Regions from separate parts of the Ovis aries genome. Here region 1 is linked to region 2. The links are chromatin contacts, called in public Hi-C maps. All regions are on one chromosome and are shown on one strand. Each heading gives the region's core, a stretch centred on a gene start, on an enhancer-like site or on the middle of the called end of the contact. The rest is flanking DNA. Distances are from core to core; before and after follow the strand shown. Region 1 overlaps RUNX1T1 (RUNX1 partner transcriptional co-repressor 1). Region 2 has its middle 340 kb from the start of CIBAR1.

Region 1 (3,422 bases), core at 165-2,664, 1.4 Mb before region 2:
ACGTGAAGTTTGTCAGTGGAGGAGGACACCAGTCAGAAATGTTGACTGCGGCTTAAATTATATTTACATGTTTTCTTTTCTCATCTTTATACTGATGTTGAAAGGGAAAGACTCGGAAAGAAGTGCAGCAGGCTGATACATAAATAAACATGCAATGCCCGAGGATACACATAACACTTATGGCAGAGCTACTTATGCTAGTGCATAATAGATCATGGTGATGCCAGCTCCATCACAAGGCGCACCAGGCTAATCCAATTATTTAAATGATTATATACTTTTCGCTGGAGTGGTAGACAAACACATAAAATATTGACATTGCTTCCATAAATATAATATGAAAAATAAGCTTTGAAAATCATTCCTACAGAACTCTCCTCTGCAAAGTCCCAATGTCTTTATTCTTTGCAAAGAATGGAATCAATTTCTTGGAGCTGGGCTCCTGCACAACCCAAAGGTACACACTGCTCTCTTACCTGCTGCAACTCCTATTAACATTAATGGGATGCACATATGTGCATCGAAAGGGTAAATGCCTTAAGTTTGCATGACAGAATCCTAATGAAGTAGCTGGAAAAAGCAAATCACTGCACATGTATTCACACTTTCCCCTCCCTTTGCAGGAAACCCCACCACCACCACCTTGCCCCCCCCCCCCCCCCCCCGACACCCGCCCCCCAACAGCACACACATTTCATCAGCCCACACTGTGGATAAAGAACCTGCTGGATTTCCTCATGGAAAGGCAACACCTTGTTACACTCTGGGGATCTCCCAAATGGCTCCATCTCCAAGCATTCCTCAGAGTCTTCACCCTATACGACTCTCAAATTGGCCACACGTTTCTGTCCATCTAGTATGTCTTACCATCCCCAGCTTCATCAAAGGGTGTGGCCCTTCCCACAGCAAATGTCCAAGTCCCCATATTTAAATTGCATGGAAAAGGAAAAAAAGAAAATCTTCCCTGTTCTATCACCTTTGTTTAAAAAATGGACTATTCTGTTTTCATGGACAGATGAAGATTCCAAAACAGCCTCATAAAAATAACCTCTGAATTACTAGTTTCATACCAAACTACCAGTGAATCTGACCCAAAAAGGCAACATGGGAAGGAGAGTAAAGAACAAGAATTAGGAAAATAAGAACCCATTAACTGAGACCAGTTCTGCACTGGTTAACGTCTGGGGCTGCTGATAGAGATATGTGTTTCATGGCAAGGCCAGCGTGTAAAATGAAAAAGATCTTTAAACTCATTAAAAAAAAAAAAAAATCAAGCACGTTGTCAGCTTGGTCCAGAAAGAGAGAGAGAGAGGAGGGACACAGCACTGGCAGGAACCTCCAATTCCTGACCAAACCCTCTTCCACACAATGACTCCAGAAAGCAAAGGAACCGGGGCGGGAGCCAGCCTGACGCTGGCGGACAGACAGGGCTGGCCGCGCAGGATGTCGGAGCGCCAGGCGGCCGCGGAGATACCGGGCGTTCACACACCCGCCGGCGGGCTGTTTGGCTCTTCAGGTAATTAAACGAGGAAGCGGGGTGCTGGGGGCGGGCCTGACCCCGAGGCTCCCGGGCGCCCCGGGTCTGCAGACCGACTTCCGCGAGAACCGCCCGGAGCATCAACACAGCAGCTCTCTCCTCCCTGTTTCCTTCTGCACCTCTTCCTAAAGCTGACCCAGAAACACATCCTCTCCACACAAACAGCCACACCAGGCTCGGAGCCTCTGTGTGCTGCAGAAACCTTTGTGCTGTTCCCTGCCAGAACCCTCCAAATTTTAAAAAGCAAAAAAAAAAAAAAAAAGCCCTCATGGCAGGAACTTCCTCAAGATTCATCTAAGCCACATCTAGGGGAAAAACAGGGGCATCTTCAGCAAGATGTGTTACTCAGAATACTACCCCGCTAATCATGTGTCTTCGCTTGCACCCATTTAAAGTATGAATCTTTACCCTTAGAAAGCTCCCCAAGAAGTCACTGATTTTGATAAACTAGTTCACAAATGAAACACTGGTGGTATGGTGTAATGAACACTCTTCTTTTCCGTTTTGATAACGAGCATTATGGTAAGCAAATACCACCTAGGGTCTGGTGTATTATGCCTCATCCAAAAGCTTAATTTTTTAAAAAATTCTAAAATGTTTCTTCTCTACAAAGAAAGTCACTAGGAGAACTCAGGAATGTTAAAAACAAATCCCTTAAAAGATAAGAAAGTAGAACATGCACATTAAGTAATGATTAGAATCATATAAATAATATATTCTTTCTTCATCTCAGAATCCATAGAGTAAAATATTGGCTGAAAGAGACAGAGAGCAAAAGAGAGACGAATACAAAAGCATGCCTGCTTGTCTGTGTTCAACACAAAGAACATTAAATGAAAACAACTGGCACGCTGCCAAATTCCTATAGAGGCAAAGAGATTCAAATAAATTGATTTCACGCATCACACTGACCTGGGATCAGTGTGCAGTGCTACAATAAGCTCAAAGCTCCATGTGGGGTAAAGCCCATTAATGCTATCAGACCTCTCCAACATGAGCAAGAAAAACGAAAAATAAATGCAAATGCTCTCAAAACTCAGCAATTTTGCTTAAGAAAATAACTTTCTTCTTTTCCTAATAAAGATACAAATATCTGAAGGTACACAGCACCACCTAAACATTTTTATTTTTAAAAACACAAGTGTGGCTTTTGAAACACATACAGTATCTTAAAATTGGTACTAATAAATATCCCATTTGAACATAAATACAAACACTTTGCAACAAGTTTCCTACGTCACAACTGCTTCCATTCTAATGCCCGTGCATTAGATGACCAGTTAATTTTTTTATATGACAAATACTGGACCCTTTCCTTAATGGCTTATAAGAGCACGCTCCTCAGGCTGGATACCACTCCTAACTGTCCCAAATCTGCCCAGTCCTCACAAAGACACACAATAACACAGCTGTAGAAAACTGGACATTGTGCATATTTAGGATATACTTTAAAATACTAGGGGAAACACAGTAGCATTTTGCCTTTATCATAAACTCCCATCAAAGCTGGTGACTGTCCCTAAGGCATCATTTCTCTCCTGGCCTCCCAAAGAGACAGGCTTGTCTCCTGGTGACCCCCGCCTGGCTTCAAACAGGGACCAGACTCTCCAGCACCACCTCAGGCCACTGTTGCTTACTGCCCCAACTGTTCACCGGCTCCTAGTTCTTTGTTTTTTCTGCTTCCAGATTACAATCCCAAGAATCCAATGGACTCCACATTTTCTGTAAATTTAAAGTATGTGATTTCTGTTTCTCTCTACTTCTTGGCTCAACCCCATATTTATCTATATACACCCTCTACCATCACACAAAAAAGAAAAAAACTAGGAGTAAACTTTTCAATGCCACATGAAACATAAAGAAGACCCAACAGTTATAAAATAGG
Region 2 (3,491 bases), core at 46-2,545:
ACACAAGTGGCAATATAATATCCTTTAATCTACAGTTCACAGTGCATTTAAAAATAATAATTTTGAAAGAAGCATTTGAAAACATTTGATCTTAAAAACGCATATTTTGCTTATTCTAGTGTTTGTTGATTTGAAGGTTTTGCGGTCAGCCCAGTAAATATTCAGTTTGCTTGGCACAAACTGTGCAGGAATCTAATAGAAAGCAATATTGTTGAAAATGGATATCAATTGGAAACAGAGAGCAGTGTCAACTATTCCCCACTGGGAACAGACAACAATAAAACCAGTCAAGCATTACACAGCCGAGCCTGCCAAATGTCATTAGAGTAGAGAAAAAAGGGAAGGAAACATGGGTAGGGAAAGAAGCACTTTGCTTTATTTTTTTTTCCTCCAATTTAAAAAGACAAAAAGAAAAATTGGTGAGGGGTAGGAAGGGAACATTTGGAGAATAAGAACAATAAAATTGTCCACAGATTGCCTGAGGCAGTGTCACCATTATCTTAGCGCCTGCGTCTTCTCTTTTCCTCTCCAAAATGATCACATTATAAAGATTTTCAAATAATTTTTAAGTCTCTTCAGCTGACCATTTCCCCCCAACGTCTCCTGTAACCAGATGCATTTGTAATCACAAAGTTCCCAGTTTTTAAACCAGCATGACAATGTCATCCATGGCAATCATGTTTCTATCTTCATTTAATTAATTGATCTGAGTATAGATTGAAAAGAAAAGGCTTGCGAAAATGTATACTTTTTCATTGTTACCATCAAGCTTCCGTGGGGAGCCTTTCAAAAAGAATAGGCTTCAGAGAAGCTTTACCTCTGGGTAGGAAGAAATATTTACAATAGTTCTGAGATCTTTTAAATGATAAGAACCCCAAAATAATTGCTGGGCAGAGGGGGCAAAGACATCATGACCCCCATCCCCACCATCCCCAGCACCATCCCACTGAAGCCACAACTGGAGACAGTGACTTGACCCCAAAGCTTCTGCCATATCTGTGGCATTTTCATTGATGATTTGTAAATTTTCAAACAAAGAAAAATTGTCTCCTGCAGACAATGGTCAAGCCTCTGAACAGCCAGCCAAGAGCTCCCCCTAGTGAGGTTGCACACATATTAGCATGAGATTGCTGCTGCGTGAGGTCTCCTGTGTATACACGCGCACACACACACACACACACACACACACACACACACACACACACTTGACTCTAATCCAAAATGTTGTCCAGCCCCACATTCTTTTAAAACAGTGTGAAAAAATTCCCACACTCTCCTGGACTTTTCCTCTTGTTCACTATTACACACCTCACTCGGCAACAAAGAGCCTAGTGAGGACTCCCCTAGAAGGCAAAACTGTCATTCCGATCATATTATTTTGCAATAGTAATAATCACATATTGGCTCCCAATCTGCATCCTCAAGTAGATGCTATCAACATAGAAAGTCCTCAGGGGCTGCATATTACCGTGTAATTAGCATAATAACTTTGTTGTGTAAACAAAATAAAAGACAGGCTTGAATATGAGAAATGTATCTTATACTGTACTGGTGTCTATAGCTTCTACAGAAAAGTCTATTGTCTTTGGGCAATCTTTTATTTCCTTGCAGCATGACCGTGATTAAACACCTACTGATACCTGCAATCAGCTTTCTCCATACGTGTACTACGTTCATCTACGTGCATACCCATGACCATAAATTTTACTGCAGAACAGTATTCAGAACACTCGTCCTATTCATATTTAACAGAAGTAATTTGCTATAACACCAGCATTGCATCTCCCAGATCAACCCTAATTCCTTCAAATACATTTTGGCTTCTTCCAAAAAAGATATTTTATTGGTTTTATGAGCCTGCATAGGACTCTGAAGGGAGAATAGGCATTCTTTAGGGGAAAGAAGATAGCAAATGTAGAAATCAGATGCAGAGATGAAAGAGGTTTAATGTCTTCTTAAAAATTCTTTGAGAGCCATATCAACATTTTTAGTAAAATACAAATGACTGCAGTTTTATAATTAACAGCTGCTTGTGTTAAGCAGTCAGTGTTCCCTAGTTCCTGCTAATACATATAAATATATATTTTTAACTACAGATCCATCTTAGCTCAAGATGCTAAAGGTGACTCCATTTTCCTGGAAGTTTCTAACCCTTGTATGCAGTTTGTGAGATGCTAAAAACATTTATATTCAAATCCTGAAACCCTCAGACATGAAAATGACATAGGTTAGGTTATTTTTTATAGAGTGTTACTTTCATTATCAAGCTCCTTTGAGTAAAAAAAAAAAATCATATGCATATGAAAAACTAAATTCAAATAAACTCATTGGCTTATAGATATTACTACTTACCTCCCAGGAGGATGGTGACAGTTGATACTAAAGTCTTAGCAAAGCTTTGGTGGATTTTGTTTTTATTACAATATTTTCTAGTGGATATTTTAAGACATTCATTTAATATACTCAGATCTTTGTCCTTTACATGATTCTTACATGTCCACAGAACAAAAAAGAGAACAGGTAAGGCAACTGGGGTAGGGGAAAGGGGGATGTCAGCATAATTAAGCCACTCAGTGTGACAGATGTGGATGTTACCAGTTTTACTACATTTGGCCAAATTATTAGGGCAGAAATTTCGCTTTCATAAAATGCATGCCAGTGATAAACTCTTATACGATGCATTGTCTCACTGTGGGTATGAAATTCAACCTGCAAAAACTGACTATCTCCCCTTACAAAAGAGAGAATTATTAATATAATGCTCAACACCTCCCTGAATCAAAAGGAAACCACCACATAAAGAACTGAAATTAGATCTATTACGTTAATTAAAATTCTGTGGGCATCGCTGAAAGTGTAATTTGGCCCAATGTGTTTTTAAAAAAACCAAAACATCAAGAAAATTAGCTAATGAATATTGTGCAGTCACTTCCCTAACATAAAATAACTCAACCATTTAGATTGCACAAATTCCAAAATGGTCTAATTTACAATACGTCGTTGTTTGCTTGTTTGTTTTAGAAGTGCTTAACCTAATAACATGGTGAGATTGTATTTTTTCCATTTCAATCTTTTATGAATTAACCAGAGACTGCTGGCTGGATTTTCCTATGAGTTTAGCCTCTACAACCCTAAATACTAACCTCTGACAACATTTGCCTCTGCTTAAATTCATTATTCAGAATTGGCCTTGCCAATTTCTACTAGGTTGGGAGCCAGGAATTTAGGCTAGTGATTTCCCATTATTTGACCTTGAGCAAGGCACAGTGTCTTTGGACACTCTGCTTCTGCTCCTGTAAATTATGAATAACAGCATCTTCCCTGCTAGCCTCCTGGGGTTGCTGTGAGAATTAAATGAGATAGCATATGTGCTAAGTGCTTTAAATATTATGAAGTGCCAGACAAATACATGGATTGGCTCTTTGAAAAGTAATATCTTAAATATCATTTGTTAATAACATTCTCCAATTGCTTACTATATATGGTTTTTT

Evidence for each region. A called contact is a pair of places that touch in the nucleus more often than the background predicts.
Region 1: a contact with region 2 is called in a Hi-C map of hypothalamus, with 5 times the contacts expected there. The contact joins two enhancer-like sites. A contact is called at or near these places in 3 of 16 Hi-C or Micro-C datasets (hypothalamus, skin fibroblasts and tail adipose tissue).

What each region holds. Positions count from the first base shown.
Region 1 is chr9:85,209,438-85,212,859 of ARS-UI_Ramb_v3.0, reverse strand. The region is part of intron 2 of RUNX1T1 (RUNX1 partner transcriptional co-repressor 1); the gene reads right to left. Among named protein-coding and RNA genes, the nearest start is that of RUNX1T1, 30 kb to the right of the region's middle. Within about 2 kb of position 1,414, at least 16 of the 54 cell types and tissues checked have an H3K27ac peak or open chromatin away from gene starts, as enhancers often do. A contact at or near this core is called in hypothalamus, where this site is marked.
Region 2 is chr9:83,829,530-83,833,020 of ARS-UI_Ramb_v3.0, reverse strand. No RefSeq gene overlaps it. Among named protein-coding and RNA genes, the nearest start is that of CIBAR1, 340 kb to the right of the region's middle. Within about 2 kb of position 1,295, at least 8 of the 54 cell types and tissues checked have an H3K27ac peak or open chromatin away from gene starts, as enhancers often do. A contact at or near this core is called in hypothalamus, where this site is marked.